Regions from separate parts of the Columba livia genome. Here region 2 is linked to region 1. A link is a contact called in public Hi-C data. All regions are on one chromosome and are shown on one strand. The core of a region is the stretch at or near the end of the contact, and the rest is flanking DNA. Distances in the headings are between cores, read along the strand shown. Region 1 overlaps SULF2 (sulfatase 2). Region 2 has its middle 50 kb from the start of SULF2.

The links. A called contact is a pair of places that touch in the nucleus more often than the background predicts.
Region 2: a contact with region 1 is called in a Hi-C map of liver, with 2.9 times the contacts expected there. The contact joins two enhancer-like sites. A contact is called at or near these places in 2 of 2 Hi-C or Micro-C datasets (crop and liver).

Annotation. Positions count from the first base shown.
Region 1 is chr16:414,387-419,594 of bColLiv1.pat.W.v2, forward strand. SULF2 (sulfatase 2) reads right to left here. Exons shown (of 23, transcript XM_065031731.1): 16 at 3,690-3,784; 17 at 2,990-3,049; 18 at 2,407-2,576; 19 at 1,840-1,982; 20 at 1,504-1,627; 21 at 788-818; 22 at 439-495. Among named protein-coding and RNA genes, the nearest start is that of NCOA3, 71 kb to the left of the region's middle. Within about 2 kb of position 2,200, at least 1 of the 3 cell types and tissues checked has an H3K27ac peak away from gene starts, as active enhancers do.
Region 2 is chr16:556,770-561,977 of bColLiv1.pat.W.v2, forward strand. No RefSeq gene overlaps it. Among named protein-coding and RNA genes, the nearest start is that of SULF2, 50 kb to the left of the region's middle. Within about 2 kb of position 2,027, at least 1 of the 3 cell types and tissues checked has an H3K27ac peak away from gene starts, as active enhancers do.

The DNA of each region.
Region 1 (5,208 bases), core at 950-3,449:
TTTTTTTCTGCATATAAAGCAAGAAAATATATTGCATTCTCTCTAAGAAATTCCCATCAGTTCTGCTCTTTCTGGCAGAGACCACGAGGTGGCTGCTACAGGTTGAAATTTAGGCAAAACCAGCACCACGGTCTCCAAGTTTTTACCGGCAGTCAACCAGAACTTCTTCACCTGAGCACCCGCCTTCGCTCAAGGTGGAAACTGCCCTGACCTTACTGCTCCTGCGTTCCCAGAAAACGTCCACCCCGAGCTGCTGTACCGCAGCAGTTCCCTGTAACGATGGCAGCATTGTATTTCTTGCATAATCTACAAGATTTCCCACTCCAGCATCCCATGAGAATAGAAGGTTGTTAGAAAAGCGCTGCATGCAAAGGGAGAAGCGAGGGAAGGACAGGGCAGCGAAAGCTGAATGCTTTTCATTCCCTGCTCCCAACTCACAGTGACTTGGCAGACGATGGTCTCCTCACGTCTGGCCACTTTCGACGCTGAAACTGCCTAATTTTCAAGCAGCAAAAGGAGAAAAAAGTTAACCATCACCAAGCAAACCACCAGCGCCACAGTCTGGAAGATGAGGAAGGAGACAAGTTTAGCCTGAATTTTGACCCAGATTAGAACATGCTGTAGCGTCGGAACAGAAATAACGCTGGCGCTCCAAATAACGGGTGGAAACAGCCTGCGAACGCCGTTCCGGGCCGCGTCTGTCCTGAGGTTCCCAACCCCTTGCTCCTCGCTCCTTTAGCACCAAGGTGGTACTTAAGCATAATAATTTAACTTTAAAAGAATGTACCTGTATTGCTCGTAGCTTCCATCTTTAAGTCCTAGATGGGGAAAAATGAATGACATTACTAACCAAACCATTGCCTGCAGCAGAATAAAGTATCGGGTAAGGCACAGTTCTTTAAAAGACCTAAGCATGTTAACAGATTAATGTGTATTGCCGTGACAAGTATTTCCACACATGTCAACTGGAGCTGCTATTTTTTGTATTTAATCCCTTATTCTAGGTAAAACAGGTTGTAAATTGGGATAGATACGTTTGAATCTTTTCTGTAAATGTCCTTCAGTGGTGTATTTAAATGCCAGAACCTGTTGATTTCAAAATGTACAGTTCTACATGGTGCACATATTAAATAAGACCCGAAACAATATTTTGGGCTTTGTCGCACTCAGATAACAGCATTTTTGGGTGGAGGTGTTGAAGCTCTAAAGGTTATGATTTTCTCGAAAATAGCATTTCGTATGTCAGCTTAATTGTACTAAAGGGTATAAGAAATGCAATTTAGAAAGAAATACATCTTGGCAATAATCCTCACTACACTACTGAAGTATTATTCTTAAGAAACATTACATGGCACAAATTGAGCAAATATAAAACACGGAGCATGCAGCCATCAGCCTCGGCAGGACATTCCAGTACAAAGAAACACTGCAATCCTTCTGACCAATACGTTTTATACTGAAGTAAGAACCCGTTTCCTTGAGTGTAACGGGAGCGGCACTTACCCAAATCCATGCTCCTGGTTCTTGGGTTGCACTGTTTATGCCCTTTGCAGCTTCTTAGTTCCATGAGCTGGACGTGCAGTTGATTGAGAACGTCTCTATCGAGCGTATTCACCGCATTAATCAGCTGCGATAGACAGGGGTTCCTGTTAGTAACTAGTGCTCGGTAGTTTGGTAACTTTCGTATATGGAATACATGTGGTTTACTTGTAACAGGAAAGAAGTAAATCATACTACGTTCAATGATCAGGCCTATCTAGAATACGTCCTGCACCAATCCCGCACCACTTCACCTTATCATCAGTAAGGAACAATGAGAGCTGTTCCGTGATCACATACCTGATATGGATCGGTATTGAGATCAAAATACTCCAAAAATCCAGTAGCAAATTCACAAAACAAGAAGTTGTGGGTCTCGTTGATTGTCCTCAGACACCAGTACGTGTTGTTGTTGGCGCTGGTACAGGCACAGAAAGGGCCCACTGCAAATTGAAGAGTTATAGAACATGAGCTGCATGCCGCTGTCTCGAGGCGCTGTGACGATCATCTTTGTCTCTGGCATTGCGTATCCACAGACAGCTCCTCTCTCCCCGCGGGCTCCGAAGCAGAGAACACGTCCCAGCGCTGGTTCTGCGCGCCCGGCCCAGGCGGCAGCGCTGGCCGAGCACCCGCTGCTTCCGTCCGCTCTCCCCGGGAGCCGTCCGGACGCGGGGATACTGCGCACGTTTGTGCTACACGCAATACCTGCAGGTTCTTATCTGCAAGCGGTTTTCATTTAACTGCCTTGCCTTTTGCGCAAGGATAACGCCAACACACACCCAGATCGCTCAGTATGCGGAAGGCTGCGTAGCGGAACAGGTAACTCCTCGTAACCCGGCGCGCGGCCGCGGCTCCCCGTGTCCTTACGTGTCCAGAGCGGAGCGGTTTGCCAGTGCTGGTTGTCGTGGGTGAAGCAGGTCAGACCGGGCATGCTGCACGTGTCATTGTTCTTTATTCTCTTCAGCAGTTTGCGCAGCTTCTTCTTCCGCCGTTGCTCTCTGAGCAGCCACAGCCTGTCCTTCTCCTGTAGGGCTTTCCTGCACACATGAAACACGAGTGTCATGCAGACTCTGTTAGACTTGAACACACCTAAAAAAACGAAGCAGCTAATAAAATAAGTGCCTGTGAGGGAAAGGAAGAACTGGTATGTTTTAATCAAATGGTTTCTCTTCCAAATGGTTCTGGAATTCAGTGCAATTCAATGGCACTGAAAAAAAATGAAGCCAAAGAGGCTTACAGGCTTGCCTGAAGTCTGCGATGTGACACTTCCAAACCAGGTACCTTATATCCAGAGTTTACAGGCATTTCAACAAAGACTTCGTTCCCTGCCCTGTCCTGTGTGTTTGTTCTCTTGAATACAGGATAAATGAAATACTGCCCCTCTTGCTTAGTTTGTAACTTGTGTGCATGGACCTTGTGTTCACTTCTTTGTATTTCCTTTTTCACTTACTTGAAAGGATGAAGACTGGATCCCTTGTGCCTCAGTTTGCTCCTGTGTTTTGAATGGTAACTGGAAAATAAAACCAGCATTGTTGATGAACAACAGAGAGACAACACTCCTGTTCACAGCACACTTCTGCACTGGATCTGAAGCAGATTTAATGCAGTGTCGCTTCAATTCATTCATTCGGGGTATGTGGGGAGCGCAAAGCAGCCCCGTGACGCTGCAATACGGATCAGCTACAATTTCCAACGTTAGTTGTCATTGGTTCTTGTTCCCCTACACGGGGCAGATTAAAATCAATAGACTTTTAACTCAATTACAACATTTCTTCAACTAAATACTCACTAATTTGTTCAGATGATAAGATGACAAGCATCTTCCTGTCATTTTCCTTCTGAATGAAAGAATTTCAATACCAGGTGTACTTGGTAGGGTTGGTGTTTGTTTGGGGTTTTTGTTTGTTCTCCCCATTATCACTACCTGGACGTTCCAGGAAAACTTTCACAGGATGCACGGGACGGTGGTGCCTACGCGCTCGGATAGGGAGGGCGCAGGAGGCGGCCAGACGGCTGCCCAGCTCCTCCCCCGCGCGGCCGACGGAGCAGCGTCAGCCAGCACCGCGGCACCCGGGGGTCCTGAGCCCTCCTGGGGGGGCACCGCCACCGCCGCGCACTCAAACAGTGGCTCCCGAGTGCGCAAGAAATACCTGAGCTTGTGACAGTCGCACTCCTCAGGCCGCTTCTTCTTCAGATGACCTCTCACCTCCCTCAGGTTTTTTATTTTATTTTGCAAAGTTTCAATCTAAAATAAATAAATAAATAAAGATACCAGTTAAAAAAATACATCCGGATTTAGCCTTTTTCTGACCTGCTCAAACCCATTCTATTGTCACCAAATGCTTCCTTTTCAGCACCTCCCACGAATCCCAGTCCCACCATTAACAGCGGGAGGCGCGTCCCTGCTCCGGTCCCTGCTCCGGTTGCCGCTGTGCCGAGGAAGCGCGGGGACGGGGACACGCAGCCCACGCACCCTCCTGCTGCCACGGGACCTCATCCTGTGCTCCCCAGCGCATCGGCAAGGGGAGAAGGTGACTCAAAGGAAAATGAAGCCCTTAAACTCCAGCCCGTTACGCAGCTGCGAAGGGGACGGGGAAGCTCTGCAGCCTGCTCTTCAGAGCTGCTGAGGACGCGGCGCAGCAGCGCTCCTCACTCTGCACGGCAGCCTTTGGCGGTGCCCGCCCGCACAGGACATGGATCAGCAGCTCATTGCGCCACAACACCGTTTATTTTTAACTGCCCATTTTTTTTTCAGGAAATGAAACTCTTGCTTTGTTCAGCCCAGCACACAGCACAGCCCATTTCCACCCAGATGGGTGTTACGGGCTTCTACTCCAGTTCATTACACAGCAGAAAAAACAGAGTAATCCAGCATGACCAACAAAGTCACTGCAAAACCACCACGAGGCACCAGTGACCGGGAGTCTAGTGGAAGCGCGTGGCTGCTGAAGCACAGACAGGACAGCGTTCAAAACACACACACAGAACCAGCCCTGCGACCCTGCACCAGGAGCACAGCAGGACACGTGCCGGCTCTCGTTTGGTTTGGCACTCCATACACCCTACATCTCCAGAAAAAGAGTTAGTGGAGCATAGTAATACTGAAACTGCCCTTTTCTAACTCTAGCAGAGCTCGTACGTTTTTCAGTATCTGCCTTGCTGCGTGTCAGTCTGCACCGTCCCAGGAGGCCGACGAGTCCCTACGCAGGACTGTGCTGTCAGCCCGCGGATTCGGTGACATTACAGGAGGTCTCTCCATTTACCCTTCTCTTTGGCATTCGTTCCATCATTATCTGGTCTTTAGAAGACTGTGTCTTTCATGTGCAATGTGTGAGGGGTTTGAGCTTATATTCTTCGATATTAGTGACAAAAATGTCAGATTAATTTTATAGGCAAATTTCACTATCTCCAGGTACTTCATATCCACAAGCATAAGGAAAACGAATGCAATTCCAAAGTACAAGGAAGCAAATAAATAAATCTAGAAGCACCAAAAGTAATGAATCTCACTTTTCCCGGGGTTTCTGTTTGACAGCTGAAGGCCTCGTTTTGGGGGCACCCCGGGGAGCAGGGCTAATGCCACGTGGAAAACATCCAGGTGCAGCTTTTCCCAGGGTGGGAACACTTGCGAGTCTCTCATTTATCTGATAAGGCTTGTGATATTTCTCA
Region 2 (5,208 bases), core at 777-3,276, 140 kb after region 1:
GAAATGTGGCCAGTTCAGGAAATAGGCTGTAATATTACATTACCCAGATACAGAGTTTAAGGACAGGCAATTCTCACTGAGAAAGGAGAAGGAGACATGACAGTATAAATGAGGAAGAACATTATGCTGGAAACAGAATAACGTTCACATGGATGGCAACTCAGAAACACCTTGAACTTGAGGCTAAAGACCGAAATGGTGAAACAATTATACTAGAAAACAATTACTGACCTTCCAGAGCTTGGTGAAAAGACAGATCAGGAAATATTTATGCAGATGGAGGACTGTACTTGGGCTAGGACACTGATCACGTGAAACTGCAATTACTCTGACACTGACTGGAGTGAGAATTATGGAGGGATTTAGGAAGCTGAAGCTATGATTATTGACAGAGTCTTTTATCCTGTAGCTTGACAGCCAAGGAGATCAGAGGCTGTTTGGAGAAAGCGGCAGTGGGTGGGTGAGGGGACACATCTGCCCATGCCAGCGCTCAGGGTGGGAAGACATTAGCTGCAAGTTAGGATGGAAGGAAATGGATGTCGAGTGTGAAATGATTCTGGTTTCCAGATGTGGAGAACTGTATGTTCTGTTGTACTCTCGGAGCCATCATTTTTGGGTGGACATCATTTCATTGGATGACATAACCAGTGAGTCGTAACTTACAGAGAGACTGTTGTTCTTACAGTGACGTACGTTGCTGACTAACTGGCAGTGTGTATTTGTGATGATGTAATGAATATTTGATGTAAAAAGTGTTTCTCATGGGAGCTTCTGTGAGTGGTTTGCCAGGAAAGTTCACCACCACTTCTGAGAAGTTAACTCTTGAGTGCTCGAGGGGATGGTACATTCCTCCCCTTACTCTGCCGGGTTCTTGGTTGTGAAAATCACCATATATCTTTTGAATTGAGATTTCTAATGTACAAGGTTTTGAGCATATTTTCACAAATAACATTAACATACAGCTGCTGAATGCCAGCTGGAAATGTGTTGTTCTTTCTGCAATATGCAGATGTGATTAGTGCTAAAAATAATACCTAACTGAAAGCTCTGGGGGCTGTATATCTTTCCAATAATTTGTCTTTCTTTCAGACATCAAAGAAATCATGAAAATAGTCACAGAAACGTTAAAAGAGCTCAGCTGTATTCCGTTACCTGCAGTGTCATTTTATCCGCGTTGCTCCAGCAGGCTGTTTTCTAGATTCCTCCCCCTCCCCTGAACGCCCTGTCTGCCTTTCTGAGTCTTTCCGAGCTTCCCTGTTTGGCGAAGGGCATTACCGCCCCCTCCTGGCCGGCGGGCCCGGGGGCGCCCGGCGGGGCGGTGCGGGCCGGGCCGGGCCGTTGTACCCCGTACCCCGTCAGTCTGGCCGCTGCGAGAACAGAACGCGTCGCGCCGGCCGGCGGCAGCGGGTCCCGGCGGCAGCGGGTCCCGGCGGCAGCGGGTCCCGGCGGCAGCGGGTCCCGTGCTCCCTGACCAGTCTGAGACTTGTGTGCGGTTCCGTCCTTGGTGTAACATGTGAGTAGAGACGAGTCGGTTACCTGTGCTATGTGTATCTCTCCATGGACTCCACATGCAAGAAGAATTTTGGCCAGAAGCTGGCACTTCTTCCTCAGCAGCAAGACTAGGAGCAACATTAATCTTATATTTGTTTATTCATAGTTTCCATTCACATTTTCAATGAAGTGCCGCAGTCCCTTCCTCCCCACTGGACAGTCTGTGGGGCTTTCAGGATAAAGGACTTTGTGTGTTTTGGTTTTTTTTTTACAATCTGTTTTTTTTCTTTACAATCTGGTGTATTGTTGTCTCTGTTCTACAGCATCCTGTGTTAAATCATCCTGTAGCACTTACTGCAGGGTTGATCTGAATGCAGAGCCGACTTCTCCTTCCCTTATACGGACTGGACTGTCGCTGCTTTCAGTGGAGGCGCCTTTTAAAGAGAATTAGCCAAAGGCATTTTAGATACTGTTGCTGTGATTCATCTGTAGGATTAGCTATCGATCCCTTAGCGGTGATTTTAATTTTAATATCAAATGATCGTTCTTCCTGTAAGGAAGGTGGCTTAAACAGGAGAAAATGCATCCTGATGTGGTTTTGTGCAGCAATCATCTCTTACAGTGTTTTCAATCAGGAAATGAAAGTGTCAGTGTTCCCTGTGGCAGTCCTGTGCTCTTCACTGCTTTGTGGAAAAGGGAAAAAATCAGGTGATGAAAACATACCATCCCTCTTACCCCTGCTCCGTCAGAGAGCGGACCTGTCGCGTGTTTTATTGCAGGAGCTGATGAGCTGTAAGTGATTGCTGAGAGAGAACAGATCGTGCACTTAGCCTTACCATCTGACTTAGTTAATCTTCCGAAATGCAATTTGTTCTGAGTGCTGACTGGGGTGAATCTAATGGAACACAGGGTTAAAGTGAGAAACTGGAAACTAATGAAATTGTAGCTTTAATTCCACTGCTGATTGGAAGTTGGGACGTTTCCTGGGACCTTTATCAAAAGAGACGCAGTACCTGGGAGTGGAGTTTTGTGAGTTGTGGCTACTTGTCATTAAGACTTTCCCTCTGCCTGCTTTGATGTCTGGAAAAGGCTGTTGGAAACAGCAGGGGTTTTACTTGCTGCCCAATGCTGGTATTTCCATGAGATTTGATGTATTTTACAATTTTGAGTATCCATGAATAAAAGCTACCTGGTAATGAGGAATGAAGCTAAAAATTTGGAGTTTCCAATGGCTTTTTTAGTCACTCTAGGACCAGACTGTGATAGTTAAGGCAGATTCCAAACAGATATTTTGAATGGAGAAAACTCCTGGACCGGAGGAGATGGGGCGGTGGGGAAGCCCGGGGTGGGGGGGGCGGTGGGGAAGCCCGGGGGGGGCGGTGGGGAAGCCCGGTGCTGCCCACCCGGCAGCTTCCCGGGGGCGCAGCGGCTGCGGGACGTGGAGCGGGCGGCTCCGTGACACCCACGCCGCGCGTCGCCGCTCCCCGGCACCTCCTCAGGTGCCTCCACAGTGTGCGGGGCCTGAGTCCTAACAATAACTCTTCGAGCGTTTAAGACTCGGGGGCACCATAGAATTAATAAGGTTTTCTGCTATGGTTTCTTGTCCTTTCCTAATGATTCTGTTGTTTCTTTGCGGTTGCCAGGGCGCTCTGAACTGCTGTTTGCAGAGAATGGGCCACAAGAACCAACAAAGCTTTTCCAAAGCGTATCAAATCTAAAACCTCTCATTGTACATCCATTGCCTAATGCCTGTTTTATGTGTGACCAATACTCTGCAGTTACTGATAGTGAATTTTAGTTGCCATTTAATCCTTTCAGCAGTCATTACTGCAGCATTCTTCCGCAGCTCTTTTCTATTGCCTTTGGGTTTCATAATCCTAAATAACATTTTATCATATGAAATTTTTTCACACCATTGGTGAACAAGTCCTGGCACATCCCAAGCCAGATCGGAGAAGTGTAGTGCTGATCATACCCATCCTTCCTGAAAAGTACCGTTTGTTTCTTGTCTTTCTACAATTTTAATGCAGTCATTTCAGATAGAATTGGACCTCTGAGATCTTCTTATTTCCCAGCTGTACAGAGAGGAAATAGTGCTTCCTGCTTTATAGGGATGCTGTGGACATAAATACATTTCAATATGATTGCAAGCTACTCGGCAGCTGCAGTCAGAGGAGAACAGAGCGAGTGTTTGGTCCGAGCCCGGGGCTGGTCGTTGTTACAGGGATCTCCTGAGCACGGCAGGGGAAGCTCATCGCCCTGCGGCACGATGTCCCAGGTGGGCATCCCGCAGCAGCCGGGGCAGGCGCAGCGAGATCGCGGGTGAGCGCGGCGCCGTGCTGGAGCCGCGGCTGTGACGCCGTGCTGGAGCCGCGGGAACGTGGTGCTAAATCAGAGTAGTGTCAACACCCCGAAGATCCCGAACAGCTGACAAACTTCTCTTCTGAACTTCCTAGTTATCTCGCCTTTATAAAAATAAGTGAAGCACCGCCGTGGTCTAGACGGCATCTCAAAACCCCAGTGTAATTCTCTAATGAGAAATATTAATAAATGTGGTCTATAAAGCACTTCTGGTTAATGACATTATACTGGCTCCTCCTTTTCATCTCCATCTGTTAAATTGCTTTAAAAGGCAATTAAGTTGCCTTCTAGAGTTAGATTGCTTTAAAATGTAAAAGTACTTCAACTATTTTCCTGATCTTGCCTTCCTGTGTGAGCCAAGGCTTTCAGGCCTTGAACGATGCTCTGCTACCACGAGAGAACGCCTGGAGGTTGGGGAGACAGGGCAGGGACAGGCGAGAATTCGGTGAGTGTTCAGTCCCCACTCCCACCTGCCCATCGTTGCTGGGCTTGTGCTAGATATGCTCAGGAGCATTGGGATTCCGTTGAATTTATGGACTCTACTTTTTGTTTACACCAGAGCAAGCAAAATAAATTATTCTTTCAGAAAACCTTAATAAACCCCCCGAAAAATAAAACAGAGCTGAGTTGGTGTGGGATCAGTGATAAATGGCGCATCCTTTGCAATCGCTCTTTCCAAGCGAGGCATCCATGTGGCAGCTTCATTAACTTCCCTGCAATAATTTGCAGATAAATTCAATCCAAAAAAGCACAAGTATTCAAGCACCAGTAATAATATGAATTTGATTTTTGCACATTAAAACTGTGATAAAGCCATACTAATTATTTTTAATTATCTCAAGATGGAAATACGTCACTCATGTAAGTAATTATGTAAGCAATTTAAAGCTGATTAAATAATAATGATTCCTTGCTCATTGCCTTCAAAGTGCCTATAACCAAATCTAATTTTAAGCAGGATCAAGAAAATAATAATCACTTGATTCAAACATTAGTTACTAATTTTAATCCTAATTCATTAAAAACAGACCTATTTTTTTGCAGACTCTGCAGGGCATTAATTGACATTTTACCAAATGAGTCATTATTTTGGCATGGAGGAGTGTTTGTCAAACGGCGCCTCAGGACTGCCAGAGCGATGCGAGGAGCTCCGCGGGGGCTTCTCCCAGCAGCGTCCCCGTCTGCCGGGGCTCGGCTCCTCCAGGGCGGCTGGAAGAGCAGCGGTGACGTTGCTGTTCCCGCGGCCCAGGGGCGGCTGCTGGGTCTGTTACCGGCCGTGGGACAGTAATCGGAGGAAAAGGTGTCCGGCAGCACAGAGCGTTGGTGAGGACACACGGAGCAGGGTAGGGACAGTTC